Regions from separate parts of the Oryctolagus cuniculus genome. Here region 2 is linked to region 1. The links are chromatin contacts, called in public Micro-C maps. All regions are on one chromosome and are shown on one strand. The core of a region is the stretch at or near the end of the contact, and the rest is flanking DNA. Distances in the headings are between cores, read along the strand shown.

Region 1 (6,792 bases), core at 3,447-5,946:
CAATACCAGGGTCCAGTGCTGTGGCACAACAGGTTAGCCTGCCATCTGCAGTGTCAGTATTTATATGGGCACTGCTTCAAATACTGGCTACTTCACTTCTGATCCAGCTCCCTGTTAATGCACCTGGAAAAGCAGTGGAGGATGGTCCAAGTGCTCAGACCCCAAACCCACAGCTCCTCGCTCCTGGCTCCAGCCTGGCCTAGTCCTGATTGTTGTGCCCATACATGGAGTGAACCAGCAGATGGAAGATCTCTCTCCTCTCTCTCTCCCTCTCTAATTTTAACTCTTTCAAATAAAACAAGTAAATCTTTATTTAAAAAAATATCAATCTTAATATGGTTATACCCTGGCTCCCAGGAAAATCTTATTTCAGAATCTGGCTATACTATTATCAGAAAACAAAAAAAGTGTATGCACACACACACATTTTCACTGTCAAAACAAATAATTTTAGTATTGTGAAAAATGTCTGGCTGTGCATTTTCAACACAGAATTGAAAATTGTTAGCTGACTCACAAAGTAGCAAAAGTCACTAGGCAAGCAGGATATTATGGAATAGCCAACTCCCAAGAAGAAATTAGAGAGAAGGAAGTGACTCTGTAACTCAGGCAACTTATGTTAGGTCCAGTAAGCTTGTACACCACATAGCATTTAGCCAACAAGGAACTGGGGGAGGGATCTATGGGCTAGGTTATGAATTGCTTACTGTAACTGCTCCCAGTGTGCCTGATCATCCAACATTTGATCTTGTAATATCAATGAAAATAAAGTCTCACTTTCACTGCACTTCCATCTCTTGACGAGACAGGTGAGGATATTTCACACAGTATTTATAAACGTTATCAGTTTATCCAAGCAAATACGGAAAATTCATTCTGCTGTCTAGCTATGGTTAACATAACCCTCTCCATCCCTCAAAGCAGTTTATGGTTTTGTTTATTAACATGAGAAAGCCAGCTGGGCATGGATCAAAATCAGGCATTTAGAAATATTTATTAGAAGGGTTGGCACTGCAGCATAGCAGGTAAAGCCATTTGCAGTGCCAGCATCCCACATGGGTACTGGTTCAAATCCCAGCTACTCCACTTCCAATCTCTCTGCTATGGCCTAGAAAAGCAGTAGAAGATGGCCCACATGTTTGGGCCACTGCACCCACGTGGGAGACCCAGAAGTTCCTGGCTTCTGACTGGCCTAGCTCCAGCCGTTACAGCCATTTGAGTGACCCACTGGAAGATCTCCTTCCTTCCCTCCTTCCCTCTCCCCTTCCCCTTTCTCTCTCTCCCTCCCTGTAACTCTTTCAAATAAATAAATAACTCTTAAAAAAAAATTGGGGAGGGGTGCTGACGCTGTGGCGTAGCAGGTTAAGGCCCTAGCCTGAAGCACCAGCATCCCAAATGGGCGCCGGTTCCAGTCCCAGCTGCTCCTCTTCTAATCCAGCTCTCTGCTATGGCCTGGGATAGCAGAAGATGGCTCAAGGCCTTGGGCCCCTGCAACCACGTGGGAGACCTGGAGAAAGCTTCTGGCTCCTGGCTTCAGATCAGTGCAGCTCCAACTGTTCCAGCCATCTGGGGAGTGAACCAGCAGATGGAAGACCTCTCTATCTCCACCTCTCACTGTTTCTTTTTTTTTTTTTTTTTTTCACAGAGTGGACAGTGAGAGAGAGAGACAGAGAGAAAGGTCTTCCTTTTGCCGTTGGTTCACCCTCCAATCAATGGCCGCCGCGGCCGGCGTGCTGCGGCCGGCGCACCGCGCTGATCTGTTGGCAGGAGCCAGGTGCTTCTCCTGGTCTCCCATGGGGTGCAGGGCCCAAGCACTTGGGCCATCCTCACTGCACTCCCTGGCCACAGCAGAGAGCTGGCCTGGAAGAGGGGCAACCGGGACAGAATCTGGTGCCCCGACTGGGACTAGAACCCGGTGTGCCGGCACCACAAGGCGGAGAATTAGCCTGGTGAGCCGCGGTGCCGGCCCTTTCAAATAAATAAAGTAAATCTTTAAAAAAATATATTGGGGGCCGGCGCCATGGCTCATTAGGCTAATCCTCCGCCTTGCGGTGCCAGCACACCGGGTTCTAGTCCTGGTCGGGGCGCCGGATTCTGTCCCGGTTGCCCCTCTTCCAGGCCAGCTCTCTGCTGTGGCCAGGGAGTGCAGTGGGGGATGGCCCAAGTGCTTGGGCCCTGCACCCCATGAGAGACCAGGAGAAGCACCTGGCTCCTGGCTCCTGCCTTCGGATCAGCATGGTGCGCCGGCCGCAGTGCGCAGGCCGCGGCGGCCATTGAAGGGTGAACCAACGGCAAAAGGAAGACCTTTCTCTCTGTCTCTCTCTCTCACTGTCCACTCTGTCAAAAAAAAAAAATGTATATATATATATTTATAGGGGCTGGAACTGTGGTGCAGTAGGTTAATCCTCCATCTGTGGCACCAGCATCCCAATTGGGTGCTGGTTGTAGTCCCGGCTGCTCTTCTGATCCAGCTCTCTGCTGAGGCCTGGGAAAGCAGAAGGTGGCCTGGTCCTTGGGCCCCTGTATCCATGAGGGAGACAGAGAAGAAGCTCCTGGCTCTTGGCTTTGGATCAGCTCAGCTCTGGCCCTTGCAGCCATTTGGGGGGGTGAACCAGCGGATGGAAGACCTCTCTCTCTTTCTCTCCCTCTCACTGTCTGTAACTCTAACTCTCAAATAAATAAATTAATTAAAAATCCAAAAGAATATTTATTAGAAGTGCCAGCACTGTGGGTTACCCTGCTAACATACCTGCATCCCATATAAGCACCACTTTGTGTCCAGGTTCAAATCCTGGTTGCTCCACTTCCACTCCAGCACCCTGCTAATGTTCCTGAGAAAGCAGCAGAAAATGGCCCAAGTGCATGCGTCCCTGCCACTCCCATGGTAGACCCAGATGAGGCTACAAATTCCTGGCTTCTGCCTGACCCAGCCCAGGACTTTGTGGTCATTTGAAGAGTGAACTAGCAGATGGAACTGCTCTCTCCCCCTCTGTACATAATTCTGGCTTTCATATAAACAAATCTTTAAAATATATATTATTAGAAAACTGATCTTGCATGAGTAAATGTATATTTCTTTTTTTTTTTTTTTTTTAATTTGACAGGCAGAGTTAGTTCACCCCCTAAATGGCCACCACACTGCACCAATCTGAAGCCAGGAGCCAGGTGCTTCCTCCTGGTCTCCCATGCTGGTGCAGGGGCCCAAGCCCTTGAGCCATCCTCCACTGCCCTCCTGGGCAACAGCAGAGAGCTGGACTGGAAGAGGAGCAACTGGGACTAGAACCTGGTGCCCATATGGGATGCCTGTGCTGCAGGCAGAGAATTAACCAAGTGAGCCACGGAGCTGGCCTGAGTAAATGTATATTTCAAAAGGCATTAAACTGGGGCCAGCACCATGGTGTAGTAGGTTAAGCCTCTGCCTGCGGCGCCAGCACCCCATATGCCTGCTGGTTCATATTCCAGCTGCTCCACTTCCAATCCAGCTCCCTGCTAACGTGCCTGGGAAAGTAGTGAAGATGGCCCAAATGCTTGAGCCCCTACGTCCACGTGGGAGGCCTGAAACAAACTCCTGGCTCCTGGTTTCAGATCTGCCCAGCTCGGCTGATGGAGCTATTTGGAGAGTGAACCTGGGAGTGGAAGACCTCTCTCTCTCTCTCTGTGTCTCTCTCCGCCCTCAGTCTGTAACTCTGCCTCTCAAACAAATGAATCTTTATTAAAAAGTGAAAACAAAAGGCATCAGTCTACCTCCTATAGTGTAAAGGAAGCCTCCACTGGTCTCTCAAGTGTTAGGCATCTCCTGACTCCTGGTCTTTCCCCAACGGAGTCCCATCCCAGGTGCTCTTAGGTAAGTCCTGACCTCCAGCCTTTTAAAGCACAGCTTCTCAAAGGAATGGTTCCAGGACCACCCAAATGGGAACTACCTGGCGTGGGAACTGCCGTTCAGTCCAAAACCGCAGGGGTGCAGCCCAGGGACGATGCGTAAACCCCTGAGACCTGAGGACACCTAAGTCTTCCATCTGCCGGAGCAAAGGCAAACACGCAACGGGCAAGAGGAAACCTGAAGGAGGCAGGGCACAACTCCTGATGGAGAAGGGACAGAAGAGATCTCGCCAACACTGGCGGGGTCTCAGAGAGCACCATCTAATCCACCGATGCACGTAACTTAGGACAGATGCGGAAACTGAGGCCGGGAGAAGGGGAGACGGCAGGAAACGGAAACACACGTGAGGCCCAAAGCCAGTCTCGCACTCGCACTGCCTCATCTACTTGGCGAGGAAGGGGTGGCTGAAGCCCAAGTCAGAAAAGGCAGCCCTCGGGCTGAGCGCGCCGGCTGACTAGGACACGAGAGGAAACGTGTAGGGACCCTGGACCGCCGGTGGGAAGGCGCCGAGGTCGCTGGCAGGAGGAGGCCCAGGCAGCGCCCTGAGCCCCCCGCCCCGTTCCACGGCCGAGTGGCCCTCACAGCCCCTACCTGCGGCCTCCCGCCACGGCAGCCGAGGGGCAGACAAAACCCCCACAATTCCAGGCGGCTGCAGCGGCAACCAGCTCCCGGTGCGCAAACGCAGCGACGACCGCGTGAATTGCAGCGCGCGCAGCTATTACGTCGCCTACAGCCACGCCCAATTGTTGACGGCCAGGTCGGCGGGAGGCCGCTTCGCTCCCTCGGCGCACTCGCGGCTGTTAGCCCCGCCCCTAGCGTCTTCCTACGCCGACCTCTTGGTATTTTGTGTGTGTGTGTCCCTCCGCCGCAGTAAGAGAAATCGAAAAGAGCGAACGGCCCTGGGGTGTTTTCCAAGTTTCTTCCCCGGCTTCTCAACAGCGTAATTTCTTTCTATCGGAAAGAGACGCAGAAAGAAACCAGAGGGGGTAGGAGTAAAAATAAATCAAGCTGTTATGACTCAGTTTGAGACAGAAGTTGAGGCTCAAGCAATAAATAGTCCTTTGAAAATTGACGCCAAGTAGGCCACTAGTGTCACCCACTTTAAATAGTCGAGTATTGTGTAAGTTTTGACAACCAATTATTTAAAAATAAGAAAGTTCGCCTGCAATTCTAATTCTGCTCTACAACTGAATAAATTTATATGTGCCAGGTGCTGTAAATACATTATATTTACTTCACATAATTTTCTAAGATGGGAACTGTCATTTTTTTAAAAGATTTATTCACTTGAAAGGCAGAGTTACAGAGAGTCAGAGGGAGAGAAAGAGGTCCTCCTTCCGCTGGCTCACTCCCCCAGATGGCCCCCAATGGCCAGAGCTGCACCAATGCAAAGCCAGGAGCCAGGAGTTTCTTCCAGGACTCCCACGTGGGTGCAGGGGCCCACGCACGTGGGCCATCCTCTGTTGCTTTCCCAGGCCATAGCAGAGAGCTGGATCAGAAGTGGAGCAGCCAGATCTCGAACCGGCGCCCATATGGGATGCCAGCACTGCAGGCAGTGGCTTCACCTGCTACGCCACAGCCCCAGCCCCAGCCGCAGCCCCATCGTCTGTTTATAAGTGGGGAACCTGAGGCTCACAGGAGTTAAAGGAATTATACAAGATCAAATGGTCAGCAAGTGGTAGAGCTCAGAATTCAAGCTAGATTTGGATGCTTCTAAAGTCCTGTTCTCTTGTCACTGTTCCACCCTGCTGGACCTTTGTCTTGCCTAGAGCAGGCCAACAAGATGGGTGCTGCCTGCCTCCTCAGAACACCCACGCAGTGATTCCTGCTCATTCATAAATGGGGGTGAGGAGAATAATGTAAACCCACACCTCCCCCAAAGACAGCAATCAACCTGGTGCTGAGATCTGAAATTCCTTTCTCTTTCTGGTAAGTTAGGGGAGCTTCTAGCAGTCCACTTACCTTCTTGATCATACCTCTACCTCAGACCAGTGGGAAATGACTTCACAGCCACTGACCTCACCTTGACTAGTAGCAGCCTGGGGAGGAAGACCTCACGCGTCCATTTCACTCCCAGATCTGTGAGAGTAGCTGGGCCCGGAATGAGTCTAGCTTGTGTCTCTAACTAGGATAACCATGGACACATAATAAAATGTTCACTAGATATCTGTTGTGTGAAAGATAAATTATAGAATTAATAAATAATTATAATTGGACCTGGCACAATTTATAAATGAAAAGTAGTAACAGAGTAAAACTCTTGAAAATAAAATAACCTCAAATCTTAAAAATGAATCAGTGGGGCCGGCGCCACGGCTCACTAGGCTAATCCTCCGCCTTGCGGCGCCGGCACACCGGGTTCTAGTCCCGGTCGGGGCGCCAGATTCTGTCCCGGTTGCCCCTCTTCCAGGCCAGCTCTCTGCTGTGGCCAGGGAGTGCAGTGGAGGATGGCCCAGGTGCTTGGGCCCTGCACCCCATGGGAGACCAGGAAAAGCACCTGGCTCCTGGCTCCTGCCATCGGATCAGCGCAGTGCGCTGGCCGCAGCGCGCCAGCCGCGGCGGCCATTGGAGGGTGAACCAACGGCAAAAGGAAGACCTTTCTCTCTGTCTCTCTCTCTCTCACTGTCCACTCTGCCTGTCAAAAAAAAAAAAAATGAATCAGTGGAATCCGTGGGCCAAAGAGAAGCATCCAGCAGAACCCTGAGCTGACAACACTCAGAGGCGCCTGGCTTCCTCCTTAGGACAGACCTAACCAGCTTAGTTATTTGGAGAAAGGATATTCTGTGCCTTGTAGTCCTCAAACTTTGAATAATCCTGCTGTGATCTGAATGTTAGTGTCTCTCAAAATTCATATTAATATTCAATATGATAGATGAGACCTTTGGGGAAATAATTAAGTCTTGAAGTCTTCA
Region 2 (6,277 bases), core at 2,228-4,727, 140 kb after region 1:
CATTGCAGCCATCTGGGGAGTGAACTAGCAGATGGAAGACCTCTCTCTCTGTCTCTGCCTAACTTTTTTTTTTTTTTTTTTTTTTTTTTTTTTTTTGACAGGCAGAGTGGGCAGTGAGAGAGAGAGAGACTGAGAGAAAGGTCTTCCTTTGCCATTGGTTCACCCTCCAATGGCGTGCTGCGGCTGGCGCACCGCGCTGATCCGATGGCAGGAGCCAGGTACTTATCCTGGTCTCCCATGGGGTGCAGGGCCCAAGCACTTGGGCCATCCTCCACTGCACTCCCTGGCCACGGCAGAGAGCTGGCCTGGAAGAGGGGCAACCGGGACAGAATCCGGCGCCCCGACTGGGACTAGAACCCGGTGTGCCGGTGCCGCAAGGCAGAGGATTAGCCTAGTGAGCCGCAGCACTGGCCCTAACTCTTTCAAATAAATAAAGTAAATCTTTAATTAAAAAAAAAAAAACTATTTTGCTGCAGAAAATGTGCAATTCATGCAGTTTTGATAACATGCATTATTCATGAACTTTTTTTTTTTTGACAGGCAGAGTTAGACAGTGAGAGAGAGAGAGACAGGTCATTTTTTCCCATTGGTTCACCCCCCCGGGTGGCCGCTGCTAAGACGTGAACTGGCACCCATGTGGAATGCTGGCTTTGCAGGCATCTGTTTTACCTGCTATGCCACAATGCTGGCCCCTGATAAGTTGTTTTAAAAAAAAATACTGGGTAAGATCTTCAATCCACTGGATTATTTTCCAAATGTCCAAAACAGGCAGCGTCACATAAGGTGGAAGTTAGGAACCTAGAACTCGGTGTCTCCCATGTGGGTGCCTAGGTGCTGCCTCTCAGGGTGCATCTTAGTTAGAAGCTGGAGTCAGGAACAAAGCTAGAACTCAAATCCAGGCCCTCTCATAAGGAACGCAGGTTTTTAAAGGTTTTGGATTAACTTCAGTTTATCTAAACACCGATCTTGATTTTAGTTCTATTTGCACCTCTACCAGTTTCATCCCCAGCTCTCCTTAGATGTATTACACACAACAGACTGGTTAACATCATCTCCTTCCCCTAGAGTTTTATGCTTGGCAGGCAACAAAGCCAACCCTAATCTCCAGTCTAGGACACAAGACATTTATAATGTGGATGAAGTGGTTGACCAAGGGACTAGGATAAAAACACAAATTCATTTCTTTGAGACTCTGGACTGGCCCAAAGCAGTCTTAATTAAATAGCCCTGAAGAAAAGTAACCTTGCTTCTGGATTCAAGCCTTGGAACTGAGTGAACTTTCTGTGATACTATGAGCATGTCGTTTTTGTTGGTTTGGTTTGTTTTGTTTCGTTTTTGATAGGCAGAGTTAGTGAGAGACAGAGAAAGGTCTTCCTTCTGTTGGTTCCCCCCCTAAATGACTGCTACAGCCGGCACGCTGCTCCACTCCGAAGGCAGGAGCCAGGTGCTTCCTCCTGGTCTCCCATGTGGGTGCGGGGCCAAGGACCTGGGCCATCCTCCACTGCACTCCCGGGCCACAGCAGAGAGTTGGCCTGGAAGAGGGGCAACCGGGACAGAACCCAGGGTGCCGGCACCGCAGGTGGAGGATTAGCCTAGTGAGCCGCTGTGCTGGTCTGGCCATGTCATTTTAAAAATTCATATTTTAGGCCAGCGCCACGGCTCACTAGGCTAATCCTTCGCCTTGCGGTGCCGGCACACCAGGTTCTAGTCCTGGTCCGCAAAAGGAAGACCTTTCTCTCTCTCTCTCTCTCTCACTGTCCACTCTGCCTGTAAAAAAAAAAAAAAAAAAAAAAAAAAAAAAAAAAAATTGGCCAGCGCCGCGGCTCAATAGGCTAATCCTCCACTTAGCGGCGCCAGCACACCAGGTTCTAGTCCCGGTTGGGGCGCTGGGTTCCCGGTTGCCCCTCTTCCAGGCCAGCTCTCTGCTGTGGCCAGGGAGTGCAGTGGAGGATGGCTCAAGTGCACCCCATGGGAGACCAGGAGAAGCACCTGGCTCCTGCCTTCGGATCAGCGCGGTGTGCTGGCCGCAGAGCGCCAGCCGTGGCGGCCATTGGAGGGTGAACCAATGGCAAAAGGAAGACCTTTCTCTCTGTCTCTCTCTCACTATCCACTCTGCCTGTCAAAAAAAAAAATTCATATTTTATATGAGTCAAATTGTGATTCTTAGCATTGATCTTCCATTGATGTTCCTCTTCTCTCCCAAGAAGGAAGACAGTGTATCCCCTTTCAAATATGATGCATACATACTCAACCATCCAGATTCTTTTTTAACTCTTTTTTTAAAGATTTTTATTTATTTATTTATTTGAGAGGTAGGGCTACAGACAGTGAGGGAGAGACAGAGAGAGGTCTTCCATCCGCTGGTTCACTCCACAAATGGCCACAACAGCCAGAGCTGCGCGGATCCGAAGCCAGGAGCCAGGAGCTTCTTCCTGGTCTCCCACGTGGGTGTAGGGGCCCAAGCATGTGAGCCATCTTCTACTGCTATCCCAGGCCACAGCAGAGAGCTGGATTGGAAGAGGAGAAGCCAGGACTCAAACCAGCACCCAGATGGGATGCCGGTGCTGCAGGCGGAGGATTAACTTACTGCGCCATGGTGTCGGCCCCTTTAACTCTTCTTTACCTTACTCAGTATCACTAGAAACCTATCTTGGGACTCGCCAGTGATAGCAAAAAAGCAGGAATAAGAATAATGTATGGGAAGTGGGGTAGTGGGTAAAGCCAGTGCCCAGCAGTGCCAGCATCCCATATAGGCGCCGGTTTGAGTCCCAGCTGCTCCACTTCCGATCCAGCTCTCTGCTATGGCCTGGGAAAGCAGTAGAAGATGGCACAAGTCGTTGAGCCCCTGCAACCATAGTGGCCACAAGGGCCAGAACTGAGCTGATCCGAAGCCAGCCTGGCTTCTTCTCGGTCTCCCATGTGGATGCAGGGGTTTTCCCAGGACAGAGCAGAGAGCCGGATCGGAAGAGGAGCAGCCGGGACTCGAACCGGCGCTCATATGGGATGCCGGCACTGCAGGCCAGGTCTTTAACTGCTCTGTGTCAGCATCTCAGTGTGACGCTGAGGCGGCGTGTCACTCAGTGTGGCCCTGGCCCTATTACTTTCAGTACCTATGTCTGGGTGTGAGCGCCCTGTTTTCTAGATGTTCCTCTTGGCTATCAGTGTGCGTGTGTGATGTCCGTAGGAGTTCACGTTTGTGTGTGTCGTCTATATGTTTTTCAGGCCCCAGCTCCCCAACCAGTGCATCCCTTCATTCTCCAGGGCTCAGCGGGTGTGGGAACAACAGCCCGTCCCCACTCCCGCCCTCAGAGGGAACGCACAGGGCTCCAGGCTTACGCCGCGGCCCACCTCCCGCGCGCAAAAAGGCTGTTGTTCCCCCTGCACGCTGGACGGCTGAGGCGATGAAGAGATCCCGCGTTCTCTCGCGCGCCCTCTAGTGGCCTCGGAGGGTGCGCAGCGCTGACGGAACGAGAGGGCGGGGTCAGTGGAGGCGGAAGTGAAGTCACTTCCGGTCTGGGTGTTTGTTTGGACTGGAGAAGGGAGGCGGCGGGCAAAGCGCACGTCGAGCGGGGGAGCGGCGTTGCCTGTGGAGATCCGCGGAGGCCGACAGGTTTCGTTGGCTGCCGTCCCCGCTGCCGTTCACTGGGTGAGGGTACCCCTCGGGCGGAGCAGTGAGAGGGCTGCGGCGGTTCCGGCGGTCAGGGACAGTGCCTTGGCGACGGCTGGAGGGTCTAGAGGGCCCCCCGGGTTTGTTGGCCACCGGGGCCCCGAAAGATCGCCGTTGCCCGTTCCCTCTTCCTGCCGAATCTGAGGGGTGAGCTTGGGCCGACTTCATCTCCTTCTTTTCTTGAGAAATGGCCGTCGCTTTTTTTTTCCCCCCTCATTGTCATTATTTATGATTTGGATCTCTTCGCTCTCTATCCGGGTTCTCAGTGGCGCGCGAAGGTTGTCGGGATAGCGCTTTCTCGCGTTCCTGAACGCCACCCCCCACCCCATCTGTTCTCCCCCGGCCCCATGCCCCTCTCCCCTGCCCCCCTCCACCACCTCGGCAACAAAGCTCATTGTTTCTACCCACTTTACGCCTGCGCGTCGCCACGCGCAGCCCGTGGCCGGTGCGCGTGCGCGGTCCTGCCGAGCTGGGGCGGGGGGAAAGGGGCGGGGGGACGGCTAGGCAGCCGCGTCCGGGGGAGCCTCCTGCGACAGGCGACAGGCCCGCTCCTTTCTGACGCTCTGCTTTCTGCGCCTTCCCGACCCCCTCCTGTCACTTGGATCCCATGCTCCACACGACAGTCGGAGCTTTGTCTCGGGTTCTGAAAACCCTCGATCCAAAAGGGCTGCTTTTGAGCTTGATGGACTTTAAGGGCCCACCCAGTCCACAGTCTGATTCTGGTAATGACTCTCTGAGTGAAATGACGGCTTACTCCCCTCCTGCCCTACCACCACTGCAGAGAATTACAAGGCTTGTGGTGAAGTTATGCTTTGAAAACATTGGTTGAAGCAGCCAGTGGTGGTGTTTCTAATGACTCCCAAAAGGGGCCTTAACTGCTTCCTTTTGTTGTCTTGATTTCCCTGATTTTTCAGCCAGCTCCATCAGCTCATGGAAACTACAAATTCTAGAAAGAAATAGGCTTCCGTTTTCCTTGAGCCTAGGTCTAACACAGCACTGACACTGATTTCAACAGAAGGCAAATTCCCACTTTGCATGTGCCGACTGGCCGATCTCCTCTCCTACTGTAGTAGTGGCCCTGGTTTTGTTTTTGTTTGTTTGTTTGTTTTACAAATTTCATTTGAGCATTTGATCAGATGTTGATTTGCATTTTCATTAAAGAGCCATTCAGTGTGATTGGCCATTGGTTATGTTTGCAAATACAAGAGAATCTTTTATAAAAGATTTTTAGTGAAACAGTATTTGCTGTTTGTGGTTCTGTTTCTGGTTTGTGTGAGACAGGATATGTGGGGCAAATCCTGTTTATGTTACTTCATTGTGACCTTGAACAAAACTGAACTGTGTCTCACACCTATCATAAATGAAGATAGGTAGCTTCAGTTTGTTTAAGGGATGAGAGGCAGAGAATAGATTGATTAGATTAAAGGTTGTGTATGCTACTCTTTAAGAGCACAAAGAGAGGTGGATGATCTCCACCTTTTGTAGGAGAGTGAGTTTATGTATAGCAGGCTTTTCCTTGAGTAAGCACCCACTGTGTTATTCATATTTAATTTGTGATTGGAGCATGATACTCCAGTTTTAATAAAACTTATAAAATGCCCCTTTTAGCACAGAAATTTAGTGAATACTGTAGGAGATTAAGGAAGGTGAAAAAATCAGACCCTGCTCCTTTTAATAAGCTTTTGTAACTTTACGGGTTTGTTTTTTGTTTTTTTTTTTTTTTTGATAATTTACAAACTTTTTTTTTTAAGGTTTATTTATCTGAAAGGCAGTGTTAAAACAGAGTGAGAGAGAGAAGGATCTTCATCTGCTGGTTCATTCTGCAAATAGCTGTAATAGCTGGTGCTGGGGCAGGCTGAAGCCAGGAGCCCAGGACTCCATCTGGGTTTCTCTCATGGGTGGCAGGGGCTTAAGCACTTGAGCCATCCTCTGTTACCTTCCCGGGCACATAGCAGGGAACTAGATTGGAAGTGGAACAGTGGGACTTGAACAGTCGCTTATATGGGATTCTGGTCTGTAGGTGGTGGCTTAACTTGCTGCACCACAGTGATAGCCCCATCTGCTGGTTCACACCCCCAAATATCACAATAGCCAGGGCTAGGAGAGGTTGAAACCAAGAACCAGGAACTCCATCTTGGTTTCCATGCAGGTGGCAGGGACCTAAGTACTTAAGCAAGCATCTTCTGCTTCCCAGGATACATTAGCAGGAAGCTAGATCAGAATAGGTGCTAGGAATCAGAATGACACTTATATGGGATGTAGGCATCCCAAGCTGCAGCTTAATGGTTGCTGGGGCCGGCGCTGTGGCATAATGGGTAAAGCCACCACCTGCAGTGTTGGCATCCCATGTGGGCACCGGTTTGAGACCTGGCTGCTCCACTTCCAATCTGGCTATCTGCTGTGGCCTGGGAAAGCAGTAGAAGATGGCCCAAGTCTTTGGGCCTCTGCACCTGCATGGGAGACCCAGAAGAAGCTCCTGGCTTCTGACTTCGGATTGGCACAGCTCCGGCTGTTGCAGCCAATTGGGGAATGAACCAACAGATGAAAGATCTCTCTCTGCCTCGCCTCTCTGTGTAACTCTGACTTTCAGATAAATAAATTTTTTAAAAA

Evidence for each region. A called contact is a pair of places that touch in the nucleus more often than the background predicts.
Region 2: a contact with region 1 is called in a Micro-C map of ear pinna, with 2.5 times the contacts expected there. The contact joins the promoter of PAIP2 here to the promoter of SIL1 in region 1. A contact is called at or near these places in 2 of 6 Hi-C or Micro-C datasets (ear pinna and an unstated tissue).

The regions. Positions count from the first base shown.
Region 1 is chr6:26,966,991-26,973,782 of mOryCun1.1, forward strand. SIL1 (SIL1 nucleotide exchange factor) reads right to left here and starts at 4,697. Exons shown (of 9, transcript XM_008255099.4): 1 at 4,472-4,697.
Region 2 is chr6:27,105,656-27,111,932 of mOryCun1.1, forward strand. PAIP2 (poly(A) binding protein interacting protein 2) reads left to right here and starts at 3,478. Exons shown (of 4, transcript XM_002710245.5): 1 at 3,478-3,646.